2 separate regions of the Capsicum annuum genome follow, and region 2 is linked to region 1. The links are chromatin contacts, called in public Hi-C maps. All regions are on one chromosome and are shown on one strand. The core of a region is the stretch at or near the end of the contact, and the rest is flanking DNA. Distances in the headings are between cores, read along the strand shown. Region 1 holds the start of LOC107861196 (MLO-like protein 2). Region 2 holds the start of LOC107863511 (guanylate-binding protein 1).

What was found. A called contact is a pair of places that touch in the nucleus more often than the background predicts.
Region 2: a contact with region 1 is called in a Hi-C map of leaf, with 2.9 times the contacts expected there. The contact joins the promoter of LOC107863511 here to the promoter of LOC107861196 in region 1. A contact is called at or near these places in 2 of 5 Hi-C or Micro-C datasets (leaf and placenta).

Annotation. Positions count from the first base shown.
Region 1 is chr2:127,475,041-127,480,870 of UCD10Xv1.1, reverse strand. LOC107861196 (MLO-like protein 2) reads right to left here and starts at 2,484. Exons shown (of 14, transcript XM_016706559.2): 1 at 2,126-2,484; 2 at 1,685-1,742; 3 at 1,426-1,583; 4 at 1,004-1,120; 5 at 553-613. The coding sequence starts at 2,254. LOC107859326 (auxin response factor 3) reads right to left here. Exons shown (of 12, transcript XR_001671352.2): 10 at 5,334-5,496; 11 at 3,995-5,179; 12 at 3,282-3,623.
Region 2 is chr2:127,790,892-127,797,043 of UCD10Xv1.1, reverse strand. It overlaps LOC107863511 (guanylate-binding protein 1), which reads right to left and starts at 1,876. Exons shown (of 14, transcript XM_016709449.2): 1 at 1,468-1,876. The coding sequence starts at 1,743.

The sequences.
Region 1 (5,830 bases), core at 1,235-3,734:
AGTACTAAGATCATTAAAACACAATTAGAAATTACTTTATAGAATAAGTTAGTATTGACTACTATAATTTAAAATAAATTATAAATAAACAAATTACGTATAATATATAAAATATTTCAATAATGTTTAAAAAGTATTCGTGTACGGCGTACCTAACTTCAATCCTTTGTTTCATGAAACGTTTTCCATATATTGAGCCTACCATGGGACATAATAATTGCTCATATGATAATGTGTTTAATTGAGACAAAAAATTAATGTCCCTACACAATGAAGACTTCTAGACAATTAATGAAATATGCAACATGAATTATACAATATTCCCTTCTGTTTAAAATAATTGATATTTTAACATTCAAAATAATTAACGCTTCACAAAATTAAAAAGGTATTTATTTCTTTTTTCCAAATTGCCCTGCTCATGTTCTTAATTCCCATGATAATTTTGTCAATCTAACAAAGAAATCCTTCTTAATTTTTAGAAATAAGTGAATTTCTTGTCAATATGTTCAAATTTAGAACATCAATTATTTTGATCAGAAGGCAACTTACCATGTGAAAATTGATAATCTAAGGTTCTTGTTTCTGCCTCCCAAAATTTCCATCTTCTCATCTGACCATTTACCAAAACAGTAGTAAGAATAACATATATATGATCAAAAACACACCTACAAATGTCCAACTCCAGAAACATATTAAATAGTTGTCAAATTGTCTAGAAGATGTCATATCATATTAAAAAGTTGCACATATAATGTTCAAATAAGACTTCTATTTCAATTTACCTACTTCTTTAATTTGTTTTCTTGGTTCTTATGATATTTGGAGTTGACTGCTCACATGATCATTGAGTTAGTGAAAATTGTGTAGAGAACATCGAATTGGTGAAAATTGTGCAGTAAACTTTTTTTTTTGGTAGTAAAATTTCACTTTGTTAAATATTGATATTTTACAATATTGGGGGAAAAAAAGCTGTAAAGATTGAAGAATTTTAATTAATTACCTTAAGGGTTCCAAGACTGAACGTGAGGAAGCAAGAAAGAATATGGAAGAAAGCAAGAGCAAATATTAAGAGCTGGAGCTGCTGGACACCTGCTCTTGACATCAAAGATTTCTTTCCCTGAAAATAAAATTATTGACACTTACATATTAAAATTTACTTGGAACTAAAATGTATATCTATATATTTACACTGAATCAACTCGCCGGAGCTACTCTTGTTCAAAGGAAGTCAATTGACGCCCCTTCGCCAGAAAGATCCACTATGTAGATAGGTCGAATTCTTTTTACATGTATATACTATATACTATATGTTTAGAATTTTCTTTAACTTCTTCGTATATTTACTACTTACAATTTTGAATCCCAAAGTGAAAATTCAGCTTCAGTCACTACTAGTAAATAATTACTTTCATTTAAAAATACCTGTTGTTCACATTTTGGTTCCTCCTCCTCATCATCATCAGTTGTCAAGCTTTGGCATGGAAGAAAAGTCTCAGCAGCACCCTTTGGGATACAGATTTTGGCAATGGGCTTTTGCAGAACAGTCAGCAATAAAGAGATGAATCCCAAAAGCATCAACTCTTCAAATACAAAATTTATATACAAAAGTCAAGCAAACATTCCAGCTAGCTACAACAAACAGTAATATATTCATTCAAAATTTTCTTATTGTAATTAGTACCTGTTTTGATATTGTCTAGAGCTTGAATCAAATATTTCCTCCTCTTCTTGTTGAAGTACTACAGGAATGAATTCAAAACCAATCAAACATAGAAGCAACATAGATTGATATAGACAGTCACATGCAGTAAGACTACATATAATATAATAGACTAACGTACTCTAGTCCTTTACCAACCACATGCATATATAATGAAAGCTTAATGCAGTAAATGTTGTTGTCGTGAGAGTAGTAGGTCGCAAATTTAAAGCATCAAAATAGTCTCTGACATAAATACAGGCAAAGGTAAGACTATGTCCAATAGTTCAATGTATTCTAGTCCTTTCCTAACACCATGCATGTTAAAAGCTTAGCGCACTGAGTTTCCTTTTTTTTTTGCTTCGGAATTAAAGGGCCAATTGAATTTACTTTGTTAGGGGATATGGAGGTATTAAGACATACCTTAGCTAATAGATGAAGGGCATGTTCAATAAGAATGGAAATAGTAATCAAAATAAAACACACAACAGCAACAGCCCATGTTGGTGTTGTCTCCAAAGTTATGGCACTACTGCTGTTTGAACCTGCCATTTTTATATCTGTCTGTTCTTCCCAGGGTAAAAATTTCCTTGTTTAGGAAGAATAGACTAAGCTTTACTAGTTTTGAAGAAATGAAATGTTCGCTTACGTATAGAAATTTTAAAGAATCAGGTGGTCTCAGTATTTATTGTTCTATATAGAGTTGGAAAAAGGTTAGGTTAGTCAAAAGATGAAAGTCAAATATCCACGAAGGCCATGACATGGTTGAGAAGTTCTAAAATATTATTGGTTTTGTAATGTGTAACATGGACATAACGCGGCTAAATTCTCTTTGACGATGCATATTTTGTAAATAGTAATAGCAGCAGGTACCAGTTAGTCAACTTTGGGGGCCTTTTTGGGGATCCAAAGAGGAAACCTCGTTCTATGCTCGAGCAAACACAATTCTGTGATGAGAAAAGGACGTCAAAATGCACATATTATAAGTAACATGTTTATAATATCTTTAGGCTTAAGCTTTAGGACATCAAAAGATTTTGGTACTTCGAACATTCTTAATTTGGCAATTACTGCCGTGTGAACTGTGACGAGAATTGTTGATTGTTTTTCACTGGTTTCAAGGATCTTATTGAATTGAACAACAAAATTATATGTGTATGAGAAATTCTTAAATAAGGAAACGGTATATCATTAAAGGTACTTTAATTCATCAAAACAAAAATAGAAATAAGCAATCATAACAGAACAAGCTGATAATCTAGCTGTTAACACAATATAACAGACTAATGAATAGTGATCATCAATGATAGCATTTACACCAGCTACAGAATCTGGGAAAACAGTATTACAACTAACAAGGATGATTAAGGCAATGCACAAACTATCATGACGGACATGTTGGAGCGCAGTGTTGAAAGAGTACAGAGGAATCCAGATACTGAAATTGATGGAGAAGGAAGCATTTACTCATCAAAATCTTCTTTAGCATAACACTTATAATTTGTGGTATTTATCTGTTTCCAAAAGTAGTTACGTTACAGAAGGTCATGGAAAGAGAATGATAATCCAGTAACGAAAATTCAGGAATGCAGGATTATGTAATAGTAACAAACAGGAAACCATATTAGCCTGTTTAATTACAGGACTATACATGAAAATTCCTTCACGATTACAATAGTGTTCACGAGATGAGCTCCTACAACAAACTTACCGGCTTTCACAGGAGCTTGAGTTAGTTCACAGAAAAGCTAGAGAAGGTACAGGATACAAATACAAAAATTATCTCAAACCTAAAAGAAAGACCACTAGGCAAATTTTAAACAGATCACAATTATCATACAGACATCTTGATGCAGCAACACAATCTCCAATTGTTGCATCATAGTACATCAAAATCAGAGGAACATACATGCCAATTTTCCTGCAAAGTGAAACCACCCAAAAAGTCATGCTCATACCCATATTATCAAAAGCAAAATTAAGGAATTGAAGCCGAATGATTGCTAGAGAGTCCTGGAAAATGACAAGGCGAAATCCCTGGATTAGGTCTTCGCACATTACAATTTACAAGAAGCAACTGGGAAACTATTCGGACAGAATTTCTTTAAAAACACAGTGGGAAATTCTTCTCTTAAGAGTAAGCTTTTATTATTCGACCAAAAATTAAACTTCAGACCAACTACAGCTATGCTCCCCCATTGGACAAAGTTTATTCATTAATGAAACTTTCATGAAATTATGCATGATACCCTGTGAAAGCAGATCAGTAAAATTTGTAGTGCAGGCACTTACATACAAGCACATTCGTTCCTCAATGGTATCTATCTTCATTAAAAACTCTCAATTCTCATCTCTGGATAAGCAATATACTGGCAACTAAATGCTTGCGCACTCAACAGCCAGAAGATTACAGGCCAACTAAAATCTAAGAATCAATAATGCTGCACACACATCCTTCAATCTACATATGCTAGCAAGACATCACAACCAACACCTGCTACAGAGCAATATCAAGAAGCACATCTCTTGCTGCATAGAGGTCATTTACTTTAGTAAAATTTGTTCCCACAACATCAGTCATCAATGGTGGCCCTGGCTGCAACTTCCCATCACCTGAAGGGAGAAACGTTGTTTCTAGACCATGTGAATATACAGCAACAGCTGGAGTCTCTGCTCCAGTTGCACTTATTTTACTCTCAGTCAAGGGGAATCCAAAGATTCTGCAACTGGTTTTACACATGGAAACCAAGTTTTGATTGCCTTTGAGTGACGACTGTGTCCCAAGAGAAAGATGAGAAATTCCTGTTTGCTTTTGATCCTTTAAGAAACCAAAAGAACCTATTCCTTGAGTATCTTCCTTCCTACTGATGTCCTCAGTATGTGAGCCAGATGTGAGATACCTAGTGCAGTTCTCAGACATATCTAAAGAAGCCCGGTTGCCAGTCTCGCGCTTCCCATGTTTATGATTGAAAGTAGCCTGGAACTTTGAAGCTGGAGGGCATGGATGCTGAAAAGTGAGTGCAGAAGGTGGTGATGATGCTGGGACAATGTTACTTCGCTTGCACTGAGTGCAATTATCCAGATTAAGACCAGACCACCTATTTCCAAGGCTTGGAACCTGAATACCGACAAAAATACTGGTCCTACTTTTCTCCTGCATTTGGATACCAGCTTGAGCTCTCCCATAAGGAGGGCTGGTAAAAATTTCTTGACCTTGCAAGACCTTATTGAATCGAAGAGATTCGCTAAAGCCAATGCTTTCATGGGACTTGTCATTGTCACCAAGCAGGGGCCTGATGCTGTTTCCCATTCTAGATGTCCCAGAGCTAGGAAAACCAGGAAAGCATCTTATCCCCGCTGGACGAGAACTCCGAGCATCAATTCCACCATAAGGAGCATGCATCCCCAAAATTTCTTGACCTTGCAAGACCTTCTGGAACCTAGAAGATTCCCCAAAGTCTGATACTGCAATTCCATCTGTAAGAAGTAAAGGTAAAGATTACTACCACTGCAGAGCATCATACTACTAAATTCAAGCGGGAATGAGATATGGGTGTGTGTGTCTATATGCATATATATGTTCTGTAGTGTGAGCGAATGAGAGAAAGAAAGAGAGGGAGTGAAGGGAAACCTCTAGGAATTGGAAAATCTGCCTTTGAAATTGGAAATCCAACCCTGGTCCTCTTTGCAGAAGGCATCCCCAAGCTGCTGGATACAGGACCTGAACCAGATGGCTCAATCTCCCATGGTGAAACCCTATTATGTCTAGAAACATCAAGATCATCCCATCTAACCTGAAATATCCATTCAGTAACACATTTAGTGAGGAAAAAGAAAACATTTCCAGAGACGTGAGAAAAACAACTGTGCACATTTGAACCACTATTTAAAATGTCCAACTAATTCAACACTTTCTTTGGTCAAAAACAGATGGAGGTTTCATCAGCTAATTTAAGGACGGAGAGAGCTAGAACAATCTATCACATTACATTCCCAGGGAAAAAATATATCAACTGCAATGGACCTCCATAAATTGAAGTGAATTTACTTAGACGTGTTCAAAAACATGGAACTTTCCATAGTAGTAATTACATTACCAAAAGAATACGACAAATCTAAAAATGAACA
Region 2 (6,152 bases), core at 627-3,126, 320 kb before region 1:
AAGACGAAGACAACAAATCCCCTAGTAAGGAGGTGTGAGAGATTAACGGTGATAGGCTTGAGGAGAGGTAGAATATACTGAGAAAGAATTGGAAAGAGGTGGTTAGACAAGACATGACACAGCAACTTAGCAACTTACCAAGGACATGATCCTAAATAAGAAAGCATGAAGGTCGAGTATTAAGGTAGCCAGTTAGTAAGTAGTTGAACATTTTCTATGCACAATGGTAGAGCAAGGTTTTCGTCTGGAAGCATCTACTTATTCCCTTACCAATCCTCACTTCCTTTCTTGAGGATAACCTGAGTACCAATCCTCACTTCCACATCACCTTGTGTGTTACGTCATTGAGTTTGTACTCTGTTAGGCAAATTTCATACCTTCTCTAAATTATGCACTTCACTTTGATGAATGCACACTTAGCTTCTAGTTTCTAACTTAGATCCCCATGAGTCTTAACAAGTAACAGAAACCAGGTAACTCTGTCCACCAAGGCTAAAACAAAACAGATGGGAAGAAATCACCCAGTGTTCGTATCTGTTGAGAATTGAACCCGACATCTCATGGTACCTAACCCAACTACATTGAACCACTGTGCCACACCCTTGGGCGCCATGAGTCTTATCAGTTTTGCTAGCCTTCTTTGATGCTTTTATATTTCAGAAACAATTTGGCAAACTCGTGCACCCAAAGGTAGGCCTAGTAGTCAATAAAGTAGTTGAGAACCATGAGGTCTCGGGTTCAAAACCAAGCTTCTTATCTGACCAAGCCTTGATGGACAGAGCTACCAGATATATGCATCGGCAAGAGATAGCACGTTCCTCATGGAAATAGTTGAGGTGCGAGCAAGTTGGTCCAAACACCATAGTTATTTATAAGACTAATTTAGCAAACTCCAAAGTGAACCTGCATAGTTCCTTATTTATCTGATCAGAATTTTCTATGAGTATTCTCTTAGTGTGCTTCAGATTCTATTTTGGTCATCTACAACGAACATCTTTGTTGATACAGCTGATATGATAAATCCGCTCATTGTTGGTCAATATCTTCTGGATCCACAGCGAAAAATTAGCCAAACTAAAACAAATGCAGTCTCGGAAGTCAGAACTACAAAACTCACCCCCGCTTTAATCACTAACATGACATTTGCAAACCACTTACTTACACATAGTTCTCCAACAGCTGCATTCAGGGAATTTTTAGTCCTAATTCACCTAGACTGTTTTCTTGCTGCTTTAGTTCCTTCGTATTTACTTCCTATCCTGTTTCTCATTTCAAAGCAATGTGCTTTGTGGAACTAGTATATCTAAACAATTAAGCAGCTATACTAGGCACCTGCAAGCATTAACCCTAATAAACAAAGGTAGATAAAATACTGCATACTATAAATAGCATAGATAACCTAAGAATAAAAAAGACATATAGACAAATATAAAGGCTTGCTTTTCTGAAAATTCGAATTGTACTTACCTGGTTTAGTATAAAGCTCTTGCCTTGACGAGCGCGACCACAAACAGAGACAACGCCAACTGGTTCCTTGACAAGACGAAGTACCGCTAGCGCTTCGGGATCGATCTGGAACTTCCCTTTCTCATCGCAATACACAAACCGTATCGGCCTAGCTGGTCCCGTAGCAACATTGACAGCGGAGCGCTTTGGAGGCGAGGGAGATGGCGATGGCGAAGGAGACGCTGACGGTGACGGAGAATCCTGCTGCGGCGAGCCTCTGCCGAAAAACCTCAGCATATTCTCACACGCTGGCGGTGTTACTTTTGGGGGAAAAGTGGAGAGCGAGAGGATTTCGAATTTGTGTGGGGACTTTTTTTTTTTTATAAATGGAAAAGAGGGAAAAAAAAAAAACAGAATGCAAGGAGACCTGTGTATGGCTGCATTTGCTTTTTTTTTTTTTTTTTTAAGATTTAGATGTTGCGGTCTGAATCTGAATGTACAACACAATGATTGAATTATGATCTCTTGATTTGAATTGTTTGTTTTTCAATATTTGAAACTGTAAAAAAAATATTTTATATAATAAAATAAAAAATACAATTAAATAAAAAATTAATTATATATCAGAAAAGTATGTAATTTAATTTAATAAAATTATTTATTTGGTTAAAAAAATATTTATGCTTGTTAGTGATATTGAAAATAGTTTATAATGGTGGTTGCGGTGACGATGATTGATGTTATTAATTAGTAATTTTAGTGGTGATAGTGCGATGGTTGGTATTGTAGTGACTGTTATGATAGTGACGATTAATAGTAGTGATGGTGATGGTTGTGATGTGTTGTTGCTTGATGTTAGTAGTTGGAGGTGTTGATTGTGATGGCTCAAAAATGAATGCACGATGGTTGACGATGTGTTGGTGCTAGTTGGAGATGTTAGTTGTGATAGTGGAGATGGTTGTTATTAATAGAGATAAATTGTAGTGATGATAGTGATTGAAGTGATGACAGAGGTGACATTATTAGTGACAATGGTAGTTGCCGTCGAAGAATGTGTGGAGGTTGTGATGTATTATTAATAGTTAGCGGTGGTGCTAGCAGTGATAGATGAGTTGATCGATAGTAGGAATTGACCGGTAGTGGCTGATGATGGTGGTGCTGTTGACGGTCGTGGTAGCAGTAAATATAATTAGAATAATAGAGATAATAGGTATGGTAGTAGTTGACAATAGTAGTTGGTAGCGATATTTTTTGTCGATGGTGATTGTGATGGTCGAGGTGGTTAGTGGTAGTTGATAATGATGGCGGTGGCAGAGGTGGTGACTGATGATTATGAATAGAATGGCGGTGAATATTATCTAACATCAGAATACCTCTTCAAACCTATTAAGGCTTGATTCTAGATCTGAATGATTAAGACCTATTAAGACTTATTAAAAACTAAAATCTCAATAAAAAACAAATACACTTAATGGTTTGAAGTCCGAACCATTTAGATTCAGACTTCCATTAAGTGCAAACAAATGAGCCCTTAGTGTGAGAAGAAGTTAAATTTACATCTTTACCATTGGCAATTGAAAAGAAGAGTTGTTTTATTTGATACGCGGCAATGGAAAAGGAGTGAAAAGTGATAACGTAAAGAAATGTTTATATGAAATGGTAAAACAATCATTTCGTTCTTTAAGGGTGTGTTTGGTATGAAGGAAAATGTTTTCCAGAAAATGTTTTTCAGTTTTCTTATGTTTGGTTGACTTATATGTTTTGAAAAATATTTTTCAAACCAACTTATTTTCCTTAATTTAAAGGAAAATGGCTTCTCTTAAAAAAGTAAGGAAAACATTTTTCAAAACTCTCTTTCAACATCACTTTAAAGTTGAAATATTCCTATAATTCTCAAAATCATCTACTCCATCTCCCGCCCTCAATACCCTATTACCCCGACACCCCCTACCCCTACCCCCACCCCCACCCCCACCTTTCCCCTACCTCTGCCAGCCCCTTCTAAAAACAATATCTATATTTTATTAAAATATTTAAACTTTTCTCTTACCCCACACCCCTACCCTCCCTCCCCCTCTCCCATCCCTTCCCCCTCCCCCAACCTTAAAAAATATATATATATATTTTTTAAAAAATTTCAATCCCCTTTCCCCCTCACTCCCCTTCCCTGACCCCCAGCTCCTATTAGACTCCCCACCCCTACCAATTTTTTTTAAAAAAATTTAACCAAAAAAGTTCAAAAATTTTTCTTACCCCACCCCTATTACCTATTCTGACACCCCCACCCACCCGCCTACCAACCCCCTTTCCAAAAAAAATTTAATTTCTTAAAAAAAAAATTAAAAAATTCTAAAATATATTTTTGCGCTTTAGCTAAACAATAAAATATATTTTTTGAAAAATATTTTCCATTCACCAACCAAATACTAGAAAATATTTTCCATCCACCAACCAAACATAAGAAAAACAAGTAAGAAACCAATTTATTTTTCAGAAAAACATTTTCCTTCATACCAAACACACCCTAATTGTTCGCTCGTTTTCCCAATCTTTAAAGCTGGATATGAAATTTAATGAAGTTATTCAATTTTGTAATATTTATTATTTGTATTATTTCTTTATATTTAGCATTTAATATTTATCACTATTAATTAAATTTTTTGGATAATTATGACAAGTTAAGGTATCAATATTTTTTTTAATAATTAAATATCCAAGTTTGTCCACAATTTAAGGAGTTATATATGGTAACTATATTTTTTAAACTTAAGATCTGGTTTTATACCTTTTTATTAACTTGACTAATTAACTTGATTATACACTTTTTCATATTTTTCAGTCTTTAATTATCAATAGAAGTCTTATCTCTTTACCTGTTTAAATTATCAATAGAAGTCTTATCTCTTTAATTTTCATTTATTAAATTTCTTCTAAATAGTGACTCGTTTTGATCACTAACTAATAGGAAGAAAAATATTTTAGTTCATAATGTAATTATTGATACTTTTCATCTCATTTATCCTTCACTTTTTTTACCCTCTTTCCTTATTAACTACTCATAGTATATTCAAATTGGAGCAACCTTGGAATTGGAAAATATTAGCATAAGAAAACACTTAAAATTTAACAACCTTTGAAGCACATAAATAATTTGAATATTCATGTAACCAATTGTGTTAGATGAGTTGATCCCCAATCCAGCATATACTTGTAAATTTGTAAACGACATATCACGAAAATGATTCTATTATCCTATAAATATATTTTCTATGTTTCAATTTATTTATTTTAGTTTCTTAATATATTTTTTAAAAAGATATATCTTTTCTGTTTAATATATTTATCTTATTTTTTTAATATATTTTACATGTATACCTTGAAAAAAAAAACTTGTTCTTACATTCATCTAGAACTTCAAACTCGTGTTTGGCTTGTTTCTAACATCTGAAACATGGTTAGCCATAACACATTTCATTGTTTTACCTGTAATGTCCATCTACTCGAGAAAGATGAATGAACAAGAAGACATTCATTTTTAAGATGCATTAGCCAAACAAGGATGTCTTTTATATTGAGTTTTTTTTTTTGTGCGAGACTTTTAGTAGATGTATTGATTAGTTTTCAAGATTATTGTACTAGCAGTTTATAGGTCGAGGGATGGTTCCAATTAGTGTAATGATGTTAACTAAGTTTAGATGAACACGTTTTTCTAGGATAATCCCACTTTTAACTCGTTGAAATCAATTTATATACTCATTTCATACTTAAGTAATATTTTTATTTTGAGTTCTCAATGTACTAAATTGACATAGATGAAGTTTTGCTTAAATCACATTTGTATTGAATGAGTTTTATGAATGTGACAATCGATGAGAAAAATTATATTTTATGTCACATAACCTTTTTAGTGTATGCAATGGATATTATATGAAAAACTATCAACGTAAATGTTAAAAATAAATTAACTCTTATAGTTGTTTGATATCAAATAATTTTTCGTTGCAATAAAAAAATAATCAGTATTAATCAAAATCGATATTTTTGTTCGCTTTCTGGCAAGATGAAGAACATTATATAAATACTATGTTAAATATCAAAATTAAACTTTGTTCATACCAACAATCTTATACAAAGAGTAATGACCACCAATAAAATCAAGATTCAATATTTATGTCAAATGTTACTAATTGCAGAATCAAAAAATATATAATTTGATGTAGTTTATATCAAATTTAATACCATCTGATGCGACTTAGTTCATATCAATTTCATTCAACGATGTAAAATAGGAAACAAAAATTAAAGTAGCATAACATTATATAAATACTGCACAAATACAAAAAATAAACTTTGTTCATACCCACAATCTTATAAAAACAAACAGTAATAATCGAGCACCAAAAAGTTAATTCAAATTATTAACTATATTATAAAAACAAACAGTAAATAAAAAAAATGATTCAATATCAATTTTATACCAATTTAATACAGAATTTTTTTTAATATTTGCAAGTTTGTATGTACTGCTATAGTCCATGAATACAACTTTATTACTACCACATCATGTACATGCTTACTAGAAAAAATAAAAATAAATAAAAATCGATAATGATAGACATCATCACTAAATGAGAAAATTACATATAAATGATCAATCATTCGGCAGCAAGTACTAAGAATTCATTGATATGCATGTTGATATATGA